Linked DNA regions of Bombyx mori: all the other regions are linked to region 3. The links are chromatin contacts, called in public Hi-C maps. All regions are on one chromosome and are shown on one strand. The core of a region is the stretch at or near the end of the contact, and the rest is flanking DNA. Distances in the headings are between cores, read along the strand shown.

Region 1 (4,846 bases), core at 138-2,637, 51 kb before region 3:
TAACAATATGGATGGGACCACTAGGAAAAAGAAAGAGGGTAATACCATATACTAGATGGGAAGAAGATATAAAAAAAGTAGCAACTACAAACTACGCAATCCAGAGAAGATTGGCTATCCTTGGAGGAGGCCTTTACCCGAGGAGGGGTTCTTGCAAGTGTGAAATAATACCTAATACTATTCAACAGATACATTATTTATTAGTTAAGAATTGCGTTAATTTTTGTTTTTATGTCACCTTCTTATGTCACTTGTACGAAATAAAAGGCTTTTTTATTTTTATTTTATTTATTTATCAACAACCAAACCAGGCGACGGGGCAACTCAAAGCCGCCGTCGCCCGAATCATGTCTTGTCGGATCCCCCGGATCCACTCTCGGTGTTTTTAGGCCTCTTAACCACCGGTCATCATCCTCGTCGCACTCTTCGTTGTAATCGACAATTAGTTACAACGAAATTACAACGCAGAGTTCGACGAGCGAACTAACCCATAGACGCAACATGTTGAGTTTCTGACCAAATATTCTCAGTGAGATCTCTAGGGTCTAGTGTTAGCAAATTCTCTCAGATCGAACCTGTGAGCTCACCTACACGTCCGGGCGTAGCTGGAATATGTCCTTAGGCTACCATTGAATAGATAGGGGAAAAAATCAGTAAACATTTAGCATAATAATATATCTTACGCTGAATTTGAAATAATTTGCCATTAGCATCTCGGGTTCGCGAAAATCTTGCTTCGTAAAAATAAAGTATGAGGTAAAACCCAATTCTAGGGGTTTTTTTTAGAATATTATTTAAAGTCAGCTTCCTTGTACACAGTATAATTTTGTCTTAAGACAATGCTAATTAGGTATTTCTATGTTAATGAGATCATTAAAATCAGACAGAATACTGACAGTAAAATTTTATAAGGATGCCGAGTTAATGGAGAATAAGTAATAAAAAATAGAGTGCCTATTAAACAGGTGTGGGTATGTACTTCCTGGTTAGAGGCAGTAGCTCTACAGAATACTCATACGGCTGGCGGCTTTGTTTATTTCCGTGCGATGCGTGACAGATAGTTCGAAATAAACAGAATCAGTCAGAGGTACACACACACGTATGGCAACTGCGGTACTGCCTATACCTGCATCAGTATGCTCAACGGGCACCCGGACACGGCTCGGTCGCGCCTTCCATCGTACACTTCAATAGGAACGCTATCGGATCCCACCGACCGTATCGAATATAAATTACTCGAAACTATGGAAGACGCATAAAATCCGCGGCGGGTACGTGTCTCGATCGCCATTTTGAGCCGAGCCGGTGCGCTCCTGAAGCCAGTGCGGCGACCCTGTGACCGCGCGCACATATTAATGACCGCCCACGACCACGAATCAACCGGGCGAGACGCCGAGTTTATTTACCGGACGACGCGACGGTGCGCGGCGGCGGACCGCACACCGTCGCGACCTCACGTCGTCGCCAGACTCAAGATCGAGAACGGCGTGGCAGACCGCTTTTATTGTTTTCGATTTACACTTTTTTTTTAGGTGTTTACGAGTGAAGTCGAGGTCGTCGTGCGTCCGTTTCGGATTTAATTCATTTTTATGACTTCATGCGTGCACAGCGGCCACCTATAAATTAACGGATGTTTCAAAAATTAAATTGTTTTTGAATACTGTGAACGCTTTTGCAAAGTACATGCTTGTGGCGTTGTTGATCCTTTTCGAACGGCTTCTTGAACGACTTTAATAGAATAGAATAGAATTTTCTTGGTCGCACTCGTCGACTCCGACGTGCGAACTAGCCTATAGACATAACCCAATGAGTTTCTCGCCGGATCTTCTCAGTGGGTCGCGATTCCGATCCGGTAGTAGATTCAGCGAAGCACTGTTCTTGCTAGGGCTAGTGTTAGCAATCCTCTCAGGTTGAGCCCGTGAGCTCACCTACCACTCCGCGTGAAGTTGGAATAGCCCTTAGAATCCCAACGATTAGGTAGGCAAAAAAAATTAAAATAGAAAGCCTTTTATTTCTTACTAAATATTTTAACATTTATTAACAAGAGTGATGTCACTTAACTAATTTAATACTTTGCTAGATATGCAGTTGATTTTTATTTTATTTTTCTTTTTTTGCAATAACCTTACTAATCTAACACAATACGTATAAAATTTGTTTATTTCTAAGTAATATCTGTAGAAACCCCATCAACGACTTCAATATCATTAGTAAATTTCACAATTTTGTATTATATTAATCAATTGATCCTTTGATTTAGGAAATTATTAAAAGCGACTTAGAAATAAATACCTTGTGTTTGGCCTCGTCCTTATCCGTATCATAACAATGTACGAATTTAAAAACAAAGCTACTGTTACAACGTAAATAGAAGGTTGTTTTAAATATTTTTTAAGCCGATAACAAATAACACACTTCAAAAGATACATACGTATTTAATTGGACCTACTTATCGATTAGTGATTCCATGACCCGAATAATGAGTGCTGCGAAAAATCACAAGGGTGGTTTCATCGTTTTGGCGTCCTGTCAAAATATGTAGTTGCTTTTTTTTAATTCCTACCTAAGCTGATGGTCTAGAGTCTCTAGAGAGACTATATCAGTGTAACCTTAACTAGTAGGTGAGCTCACGGGGCTCAAACCTGACGATGTTGCTAACACGAACCCTAGCAAGAGCCGTGCTTCGCAGAATCTACCACCGGATCGGAAACGCGACCCACTGAGAAAATCCGGCGAGAAACTCAGTGGGCTGTGTCTGAGGGTTAATTTACTCGCCGAGCCGTTCGTCGCAAGCGACGGGTTCGACGAGACCGATGACCGGATTAGTTGATATGGTATTCATGTACTACTAGAAATAACTACCCTAACGAGAGGATGTGTAATGATAACGTAATGAGGACGTAATGATAACGCGATGGATTATCATAATTTTTAAAGACAACCTGTTTCGAACAATTTATAATAATAATAATATAACCTAAATTACTGTTTTTAAAGGTAAACGTTGTGGACTCTGTAGCGTACTTCATTGTATACTTATGTGATTAATATTCGGATACTTTTTCACGAATAATTTATATAGGTATTGCAGCTAAAGTAGATTTTTTCACAGAATGATTATTAATTTCTTTATATAAATCTAATTTTTTAACTAAACCACCACTGATACTTATACACAAGGACTAGAAAAGACCGATGACATATAAATAACAGTCGTTGTCAAACCAATATCTGGTATATGCACTGATTAGCATTTATTTTGAATATTTCTAAATATATTATCACTGGATATATTATATTGTTATTATATTTATGTTAACCAAATTTTGTTATACAATGCTCTTATATGTATAAAAAAAGAAATGATATATATTTTTGCGCTTTAACAATAACGATAATTGGGATTTCAGAAACGTAGGCCTAAAAAATTTGGGAAGCACTGTACAAGAAAGAATAGCTCCACTAAGATTATTTTCTTTAAATCCATTGCTGAAATAACAGCTTGAACTAAATTACTACTCTAGATGAATTCTCTGGTAGCGCAAAGCTTGCCATGTAATTGTATATGACTACCAAATCATGTAATTTTAGTCACAGAGCATGAATTAATGATCGATAAATTTAATTATCGAATATCGGTTCCGCGATGACAGTTTGACGTTGACGTTATTGACACACGTGAAATTTTATCCGAACATAGGCCAAAGAATCGATTTACATACAACTAATGGCTACTCGTTGATTACAATATCATGTTTGGACATATAAAAAAAAATTGAGAACTATAAATGTGATGATTTTTGTAACAATTGTCGCCCTGATAATTCCGAACGATTGTGGCAGCGTAATATTAAGACGCCGGCCCGATTTCAAGTAGTAATCGGATCGGACAGGATGAATGGGTTTGTGATAATTACTGATTTTGTGGATTTAGACTTTATAAAGCGATTTTGTTCTATCGTCTTATTTGCTCGGGAATACGTGTCGTGTTCACTTCGTATGTAACGACATTCTGACAACTAATAAATCAAAATAGTATTAATACGGGAAGCAAAAACTTTGTACCCCTTTTTACGAAAATTGCGCGAACGGAGTATGAAATTTCTTACACTTATAGAGAGAATATAGAGAAGGAGTGCACAATGCTAATATTTTTTTAAAATAATGCATAAAAGATACTTTAAATCAATAAAGAAAACATTACACACACTACCATGTATTTGACACAACACATACATTAAAATATACTCTTTGTTTACTGTCAATTGGGAAACTTTTGTTATTATTTAAATTCTGTGGTCGAATTGAAAATAGATTAATATTGTTTGTCTTTAATATTATTGATCTATAGTGCAGTTTTGGCGAAAACTATGATTATATTATCGAAATATAATACTGTTTGACAATAGAACCATAATAAGTTTATAAGCTTATAATTTCAATTAATTATAGTCGAATCTTGACTACTGTGGGGCCACTAGTCAAAATAGTATTTTAAACGTCAGATTATTTTGAATGAAGCGACGTAGATAGGCCTTCGGCGACAAGGCACCAAGAACAAGCCGACCAAGGTCAACTTTACAACTGGCCGCGGCCATCATTGATTTCAATGTATGACGCAAACGATCCGCCATCCGAGGGTGGAGCGGCGCGGAGGATAAACATGCATAATTATTATCCAATCATTTGTTTCTATTCGATTCATGATCGATTTCGCTTTAAAATTGAAGACGTAAAGATCTGGTATTGTGATTATCGATTTTTTTTATAGCTTAGATGGATGGACGAGCTCACAGTAGACCTGGTGTTAAGTGGTTACTGGAGCCCATAGACATCTACAACGTAA
Region 2 (4,950 bases), core at 988-3,487, 34 kb before region 3:
GTTATTAAACATATAAACCTTCCTCTTCAATCACTCTATCTATTAAAAAAAACCGCATCGAAATCCGTTGCGTAGTTTTAAAGATTTAAGCATACATAGGGATATAGGGACAGAGAAAGCGACTTTGTTTTATACTATGTAGTGATTCATGTACTACGTCTAAGGTTTCGCTTCCTCCGGTCGATGACGTCATATTGTTGTGTAGATTATCGTTGGTAAATAAAACGCAGGCCTTTTACTCGTTCGATAAAGACAACGCTATTCCAGACATCATCATCTTAGATCGTACAGCCCAGGGTGGGCGTTAGGCTGGTCCAGTATGTCTGTTCACGGACCTTAATTCATTTCTCATTCCGGTTTTCGACACCTAGCCACCTGAGTTTGGCCCTGCCAGATTACAGTCATCCAGTTTTTAGCGAGTTTTTTTAGGGACTACAAATTATCATGGCGTTTAGAGCAAACCGTACACTCTCTAAAACTAACCATAAATCATAATCCAGCGGATTAAGATCGGGACTAGACGACGGCCAGTCTTCAGCTCTGATGAAGTCCGAAACGTTCGTTTCCAACCAAGACTGCGTAGACCGAGCTTTATGACCTGGCGCCGAGTCTTGCTGGAAGGACCATTCTTGATTATTGAACATGGTGTTGTTAAGGGGCTTCACTACCTTCTCAAGAATGGTATCTTGATACACTTGTGCCGATGTTTTGATATCTTTTTCACAAAAGTATGGCTCAGTCACTCCTTCATAGCTAATACACCACCAAACCATCACTGAAGTCGGATAGTGCCCACGTTGCAATCTGTTGACTAATTGGGAAGCTTCCTTAGAGCTTTGAGCATAAATACGGTCATTTTGTTTGTTAAAATGTTGCTCAATTGTAAAAAAATTCTCATCCGTAAACAAAAATTTTCTATGACCTCCCTTTGCGTACCGCTTCAGTAGTTGTTTCGACTTTACCACCCTATTCTCTTTTAAATTATCAGTTGAGAAATGACCAGTACGTCTCTTATAGACTGCAAGTCCTAAGTCATCTTTTAAAATACTGCTTAAAAAAAAAAAAACTAGTATAATTATAATGGTCTTAATAACTGTAGTCAGTAAGACGATTTTTATTTTACACTGTTTAAAAAATATTCAGAGGAATGTAAACAACAAACACGGAATTTATAGTAAACTCAAAAAAACAAAAAAAACATATTATGTAGATTACACAATCAAAAGATTCGAGTGATATTAAAAATAAAATCAGTCGAATATAAGACAAAGATCGCGACAGGTCAATCGGGTAGCAAAAAAAATTATTGTAAAATAAAAATTTTATCTGGTTTTTATGTTCGAGTTTAATGGGCGTGGATCCCTGTGCTCGTGCTCCCCCTGAAGGTCGTTGGCCTCCTAACAGCTGACAGGAAGGCGCTGCGCCCCCCGCGGCCATCGAACTCACTTATCTACTTTATGCTTCGAGACAAGTTAAAGCTTTTTGCAAAAAGCCAAATAAGAAAAAAGTTCTTTAGTTTAACTGGGTTTTCTTCTTACATGTTTGAACCTAATTCGCATACATTCTCAAAAAATCAAGTTAAATTCTACTAAAAATCAAGTTAAATTCTTTCGGTTCTTCTTTCTAGGCAGCGGCTTGGCTCTTCACCTGGCATTGCTGAAGTCCATGGGCGACGGTAACCACTCACCATCAGGTGGGCCGTTTGCCTACAAGGGCAATAAAAAAAAAAAACTACATAGTAACGAACTTGAAATAGTCATAATGAATGAAGCATTAAAAGCACTCACGAACGCAATATGGTAAAATAAATGACATTTTTTTTGTTAATTAATACAACATTCTTATAATCTCAACAATTACTGTCGCTTTCTTAAACCCAATCTTGGTTTTTGTTATTTAATAGATTTGTTCACCGTTTATACAACGGCAGGGTGTTGTTAATAACATTGATATTAACGTCCGAGTATGTACATTTATAAATGAGAGATTACGCACGTTACGTAAGTTAAGTTTACTTATTAAAAAAAAAACAACCTAAGGTTTTACATTTTTATCTCTGACTGAGCTACGAGGAGAAAAGCGTTGACTATAGAAAAAAAAAAGAACTTCTTACGTTTACTTGAAGTATCAGATTTCGTTGAAATACGTACAAACATCAGCCCATAAGTACCCAGGTAGGATAGTACCCAAATTGAACAGACAGTTGGTTGCGTGGCTCGCGGTCTTCGTAACAACGACCTAGATTGAGCGTGTTGCTAAACTACAATTCAAGGTCATTACCCCCCTGCCGTAACAACAGACGTCTAAACCACATTATTACATTACAAAGCGAATTTGAAAACATTTAAATAAATATAAGTGAAGAAACTTTACTTGCACAAACAACTTGTTCTTGTACCGGTTACATAGCGTCTCTTTCGTGCTTATTAAGTTTCGTGGGTAAGAGAGAGATGGAACGACAAGGTCACCGGTCAGCCGTTCTCTGTCAGACGGAGGGAAGCGCGGGGGGGCGAGTGCGCGGCCGCAGACGCTAGACGGCGCGCGCAACGACATGGCGGGAAACGTGACGTCACGCAGCCGCTCGGAGTCATGGAAACTGGACGAGTGAATGCAGATCGAATAAAAAACGTATTATAAACGTGTGCGTATTGCATGTGAAGCACGCGGAAGAGTAGAGCGGCGCTATTATTGAATCGCCGGTGCGTGGTACAGAAACAGCAAAGATCGCGGAAGTTTCCTGACACACCTAATCTAGCAGTTAATGAAAAAAAAAAAAAAAAATTTCTTTATAGCCGACTTTAAAAAAGGAGGAAGTTCTCAATTCGACAGTTTTTTTTTATGTTTGTTGTCATAGCTTTTAACCGGGTGAATCGATTTTGATGATTTTTTATTAGAAAGCTGACGCTTCCCGTATGGTCCCATTTCAATTTAGTCCAGTTCTGATAATGGTATCCATGAGAAAACCATATAAGTCTTAAATTTGCATTAAATACGTGTGCGACAAATAGATGAATTACTCAATAAATCAATATCACGTCAACCGATTTCGATGATTATTGTTTTTAGTGTATATTAATTTGTTTTGGAATATCTTTTTTTTTCTATTTGAAGTTTTTGTTAAAGCATGTCTATTTACAATTATCTTTATTGGAATCGAGTTCGATGTCTCAATATTGTAGAATGGCTGTCTCTAACAATCAAATCAGCACGCGGGATTACTTTGCTTGTAAGGTCATATTATTATACGCCTTCCTACGAGAGTAGGTAAATAAACAATGCATGTAATTACAAATCGATTTTATGCAGTTAATGTGTCGTCAGAAGAATCTCATATAGATTTCAGAGTCAAATTACTTGGTTGTTTAGAAAATTAGTCTCAAATGAAAATTCATGAAATTAAATTATATTTAGGGGCTTTTAAATAATATTTGGAATAATTACATATACATTTTCCAATTCCATATACAATTTTATTTTTAAACTTTAACTGTTATAAATAGAATTTGACCGAGGTATCAATATCATGATCTTTTTTATTGCCCTTGTAGGCAACTAGGCAGACGAGCATACGGCCTACCTGTGATGGTAAGTGGTTACCGTCGCGCATCGACTTCAGCAATGAGAGCCAAGGCGCTGCCTACTAAGAAAAAATACCTAACATTTTTATTGATAGATATTATATTCTTTTACTTTTATTTACGCATGTGAGTGGCGTTCGTTTTGTCACCATGCCAAATTTTATTATTAGACAACTGTCAAACCGGTGCCCTCACAGTGATTGCACAACGTTATGGTTTCGACACGATAGACAGTAGAATATAACAAATACTAGAGGTCCCGCAGTAGTCGAAATTCGACTATAATTAATTGGAATTTTAAGTTTGTACACTATTATGATTGTATTTTATACTTCTATAATCAATAATTTCGCCAAAGCAACACTATAAGAGAATATTAATAAAGACAAACAATATTTAATCTATTCTCAATTTGACCACAGCATCAAGAACAAAAGTTTATGCTATTATGTATGCATGCGTGTGTGCGTCAAATACATGATATGTAGTGTGTGTAATGTTTTCTTTATTGATTTAATGTACATTTTATGCATTATTTAAAAAAAATAATAGCATTGTGCACTTCTTCTCTATATTCTCTATAAGTGTGGATAATTTTTTACTCCTCCGTCCGCGCAATTTTCGTAAAAAAGGATACAAAGTTTTTGCTTCACGTATAGATACTTGAACTATAATTTTATCTACATATATGTTTTCTGCGTAAGCCGGAACGATTCTAGTTTGATCGCACCACTGACGTACGTTGGTAAAAATGTTTTCGCAGGATCAAAAGACTTTCCCTTTGCTAAATAATCTATCAAAAAAATATATTTGTTGTCTTTGTTTTTTTGTTTTTTTTTTCGAGCCATAGATTTTGCTGGCTTACTAAGCGCTTTTGCGGGTCGCTTTACTTTAAGTTCCACATTTCCTTGGTCACGGATGACTAAAATAGTAAAATATTTTTATTGTGATTTATTTTATGTTTCGTATACCGTACCTACATCTTTAAATTCTAAGTGTCAATCACCGCATTTAAATCGTTTCGCACTGAAATGAGTTGTACACATGTTTAACACCTTTAACGAAAGCACGTGCCATCGACTGAAAATTCATGTCACAAACCATTTAGACGCTCACTAACGTGCTGGTGTAAATAAGCTAAAACTTGTATTTAGCATGTTTTTTGGGGTACCTCTAACTTGTTTGCGAATCTTTTTTTTTATTGCTTAGATGGGTGGACGAGCTCACAGCCTACCTGGTGTAAAGTGGTTACTAGAGCCCATAGACGTAACGTAAATGCCGCCACCCACCTTGAGATATGAGTTCTAAGGTCTCAGTATAGTTGCAACGGCTGCCCCACCATTCAAAACTGAAACGCATCACTATTTCACGG
Region 3 (4,531 bases), core at 1,657-4,156:
ACATTGGACGTTTAACTTGAAGTACCATCAATTGAAAGATTAATGACCTAAACGTGAACACTAGCTTTCACCTATTTGTTCATTGAATCCATTCAATGGGTAATATTTTATGGATCAGACCGTATTGTGCCTTACAAGTTACAAGCGTCGAGTTTGGTGAGAGTCGTATCCCTTTGTTAAGGTCTCTATGAATTTCAGATGAATGAATGATTTTCCCGTTGAACTGTAGATGTCAGTTTCTCTCGATTACTCATCCTTGTATAGTATTATAAATTGTTTATTAAAGTACAGATAGACACTATAAAAAACCTTCTTTTAAGAATATAAGATTGAAATGAATATGAGAAGATTAAAAGTGATTGATAGTTCGCAGCCCAATGAATTTCTCGCCGGATCTTCACAATGGGTCGCGATTCCGATCCGGCGGTAGATTCTGCGAAGCACTGCCCTTGCTAAGGCTAGTAGATAGCAAATTTCTCTCAGGTTGAGCTCATAGCTCAACTACCCGTTGGCGCGTACTGGAATAACCCCTTAGGCTACCAGCGAAAATCCAGGGGAAAAAATCTTTTATTTTGTTAGTGTTACAATAATAAGGTAACTTGCTATATCCGAATTGGCGATTTTTACGTCTTTGGAGGGCTAAACGACGAAAGGAAGATCTTCCACCGAGCGGGTGTTATTGCTCGGTAGACCGACGGTCCGAATGTTGTTGTTCGGAATTTGTATATATGCGATCTCAACTTGAAAATGTCGTAAGCGAGATTCAGACATCTCTCAAATATCTTGCGTTATATATCTTGTGATGGCTACCGCCACACGTCCAAGTTCGATTCGATATTAAGGAATAATTTTCCAATGTACTCAGATACATGTTCTCACATAATATTTTCTGTTTCAGTGTGTCTGTTTAAATGTTTAACGGCACGCGATTATTGTTGTGGATCGCAAACGATAACAATAGTCACGGAAGGCCAATGTCACTCATTACGTGAAATATACTTTTTTTTTTATTGCCCTTGTAGGCGGACGAGCTGTAGGTGAGTGGTTACTGTCGCTCTTGGACAACAGCAATGCCTACCACTAAGTACTCTCCGTAACCTTCAATGCTACACTTTTTTAGTTTACTCTACCTTTATTTAGTCTCCGAATGTTCTGGAAGGTACTAACTCATCATCACATGGCCAAACGGTCATGACTCTACTTGATTCTCTACATTCAATATGAAAGACAGTTGAAATATTTCTTAATGGAATCTAATAAGATCAACGAAAACTACATTAATGTTTCTAATTGGTTTGTACCAATGTTCTTTGAAGTGTACTACTATCATTTAGGCATTTTAGACTACACAGTTTGAACGATAATTATAATGATACTGTGGGTCATTCATAACTTGAATGATCGTAAATTATTGATATTTCACTTTTCTGCTGATTAATTATTTATAAATAAATTGATTTAAAAAGGATGTGAAATTACTAACCTGTTTTCTTTTCAAGGGCAGCTGATGATGATGCTTCAAAGGCAGCGGAGCGAGCGCGGCAGCCTCGTCTCTGGCGGCGAGATCGTCCAGGAGCGCGATGCACTTCTCCTGATCCTGTTCCTCGTCCGCGACCAGTAAAAACCGACGCCAGTGGGACGAGTCAAAGCCCCAATGGCAGGTGCGGTTCTCCGTCTCGTGGGAATGGCACACGAACCGGCGCGGCACATACAGCGCTCGGCACTCTGAGCACTGCACCAGACCCGCCTCGGGTGAACACACACCCCGTGCTCCTCCAAAACACTCGTGATATACACGGAAGCCGGGTAGCTTGTGGGGACGCGAGGCAGCCGGGGCATGCAGCAGCGCCGCGCACAGCCGCTCTGCGTCCGTCTGCGTGATGAGTCCGCACGAGGGCGCCGACCTCGGTAACACTCCTGTCGACTTCAGTTCGTGCAGCTGCTCCGGGGTGCAGCGCGAACAGTATATTTGTAATTCGTCACACACGCGATTTATTTGCTCTAATGTGAAATCCGTAAGCACAGAAGTTAGGATCTGCGGCAAGCACAGCCGCCGTTCGCCGCCGACGCTGAAGCAGGAGATGGGTTCTCCTTCGAGGCGAGTCTCGCCGCGCTCACCCAGTTCGGCGTCAGCGGCCAGAAGGATGGGCGGCGCGGCGGGCGGTGGCGGAGGCGGCGGCGGATCGGGGCCGCGCGGGGCTCGGCCGCCCGGACCCTGCAGGCTGCGCGGCGCGCTGGCCTGGTATGTCTTCAGTACGGAGGTGATGTGCGGCGTCACCACGTCCATGATAGTTCCGCGCCACCGTTGCTGGGGCTCGGCAGACGCATGAGGCTACGCGCCGGCACGCGCGACGCACTCCACTCGCGATCGAACCATGTCTGCCGAGCGTGCCGTCGCGACGGCCGGGCCGGGCGCGAGCGGCCCGCGCGCCTCCTCGCCGCCCCGTCGCCGCGCGCCGCCTCTGCGAAAAATACGCATACGACCTCGTTACGTAGCAAAACCGTCGCACTCTTCTGCTGATCTCGAGAGCTGCCCTCTAGTCAACTTTTGGATCTCTCTCTCACTTTTCAACTTTTGAGTGAAAAAGAATGTAATCGCTATGAGTTAAGGCGCGCGCGGGCGGGGCGTGGATCCCCGCGACCGGCTGCAGTCGAAGCAGCAGACGGATGGCTCGACTACTGGAGAGTCTAGCCAGCGCCCCGCACTCCGCAAAGCACGCCGCCCCTCGCCGCGACGAGTCACGTGATCGACCTTCCCGTCAAAATATCCAGAATGGCGGCGCAAGCCGTGGACCGCCCGATTCAAAGATTTGTATATGTAGACAGGACAATGTGCGTTAATTTTTTAACCTTTGTCAAAATGTATTACAAAAGTAAAGCTGCAAGATCGTATGATTGAGTAGTAGTTCAATGATGTATCTATTAACACCTACTAATTACAATATTTAGTGATGAGTATAATAATTAAGTTCGATAGTACGTGGATCAAAGGACAAACTGAAATTCTCTGTCTAATTAAATTCTGAGACCTTTAGAAACACTATACCACTCACATTCCAAGCTGTTCTATTCGTTTCTTACATGCTTTGCTATGGATTTATATGTGCATTCAATTTAGTATACACACTATCTAGTATAAAATTATAAATTCTTTTGTTGAAGGGGAGATAGATCATTTTTGTGCATTAGCATAGCAGACATCCCGAAGTGAATCCTATCAATCTATGGGGTACTTGAAGCCTGCACTGACCTGTATTAACGGGATATTCAACTAGGCCAAAATTAGCGCGAGTCCTAGAGAACGCTTCCATCACTGTGATTGTTCTCTGTGTGTGTCAAATAACGGTAACTCTCTGGAAATTTTAGGTCTAAATAATTTGAGTATCGTAATTTGATCGTTTGGAACCTCTGGGTCTGCGGAGGGACTTCGGTTCCTCTGTATTTTGTACCGTAAGTTCCATGGGGAGTGCTCTGAGGAATTGTTCAAGATGATATCGGCATCTCGTTTTTACTATTTAGTATTAGTATTAAGCGGTAGGCAGCGGCTTGGCTCTGCTCCTGGCATTGCTGAAGTCCATGAGCGACGGTAATCACTCACCATCAGGTGGGCCGTATGCTCGTCTGCAAAAAAAAAAAAAGTTTTGTCGACTGTCTCCAAGAAACAATAAACAATAGGCATTATTGCGTCTAAATAAACATATTCAATTCTGTGTCGTCGAGACACGCGCGGGGCTTACAAGGCGCGCGGGGAAGGGACGCGGCGCCATGCGGGGAGGGGGCAGCTGCGTCTACAGAGACCGTTCGCTTGCCGCGCTGTGAAAATTTATCGCTAAATTCAACCAACAAAAATAAATTCACCTTTATTGCAATGGCGTAAGCTCGATAATGCTTTAAAATTCAATCGAGTTTTGCTATTTCTATTACCAGTACGCTAGAATTTAACGTTCTAAGCCCAGAGTCGTAAAGTGTATTTTAGTCTGACATCACACATAGTTTCGTGTTCAAAACAACTAGTCGCCAGCCGTCGCCAACCATGGACGCAATGTTTGTTTGTAGTTGCACTCTCGTTTTTGTTTTGCCACGTTAGATGAGCTAGGCAATTTGAAAATGCTTACGCACTTATTGCTTAGTTTTGTGTGACCGTACGGGTGGTAGGTATCATACCCGCGCAGAGCTCTCCTATTTCTGCGGGGTAGCAGTAATGCGTGCCGACTTTAAAGGTAAAAAAGTATGAAACAAGACGAACCTGTCGCTAGCAACGAAGGGTTCGACGAGTAAATTAACCCACAGACACAGCCAACTGACTTTCTTGACCGATCTCCTCAGTGGGTCGCGTTTCCGATCAGGTGGTTGATTCTGCGAAACACTGCTCTTGCTAGGGTTAGTGTTAGCAATGTCGTCAGGTTTGAGCCCCGTGAGCTCACCTACTTGTTAGCTTATGCTGACATAGCCTCTCAAGGCTATCTTTAGCTTAGGGAAGGAAAAAAAAGGCTGGTTGCCTAAACTTTAGGCAATTTAAAGCATTCTTTAC

Evidence for each region. Hi-C and Micro-C count contacts between places; a contact is called where the count stands out from the background.
Region 1: a contact with region 3 is called in a Hi-C map of whole pupa, with 2.3 times the contacts expected there. The contact joins the enhancer-like site here to the promoter of LOC101744016 in region 3. A contact is called at or near these places in 3 of 7 Hi-C or Micro-C datasets (midgut and whole pupa).
Region 2: a contact with region 3 is called in a Hi-C map of middle silk gland, with 3 times the contacts expected there. The contact joins the enhancer-like site here to the promoter of LOC101744016 in region 3. A contact is called at or near these places in 2 of 7 Hi-C or Micro-C datasets (middle silk gland and whole pupa).

The regions. Positions count from the first base shown.
Region 1 is chr3:12,738,107-12,742,952 of ASM3026992v2, reverse strand. All of the region lies in intron 1 of LOC101744016 (ski oncogene), which reads right to left. Among protein-coding and RNA genes, the nearest start is that of LOC134201827, 23 kb to the left of the region's middle. Within about 2 kb of position 1,387, at least 7 of the 8 cell types and tissues checked have open chromatin away from gene starts, as enhancers often do.
Region 2 is chr3:12,721,843-12,726,792 of ASM3026992v2, reverse strand. All of the region lies in intron 1 of LOC101744016 (ski oncogene), which reads right to left. Among protein-coding and RNA genes, the nearest start is that of LOC134201823, 24 kb to the right of the region's middle. Within about 2 kb of position 2,237, at least 8 of the 8 cell types and tissues checked have open chromatin away from gene starts, as enhancers often do.
Region 3 is chr3:12,689,317-12,693,847 of ASM3026992v2, reverse strand. LOC101744016 (ski oncogene) reads right to left here and starts at 2,906. Exons shown (of 2, transcript XM_038020017.2): 1 at 1,484-2,906. The coding sequence starts at 2,287.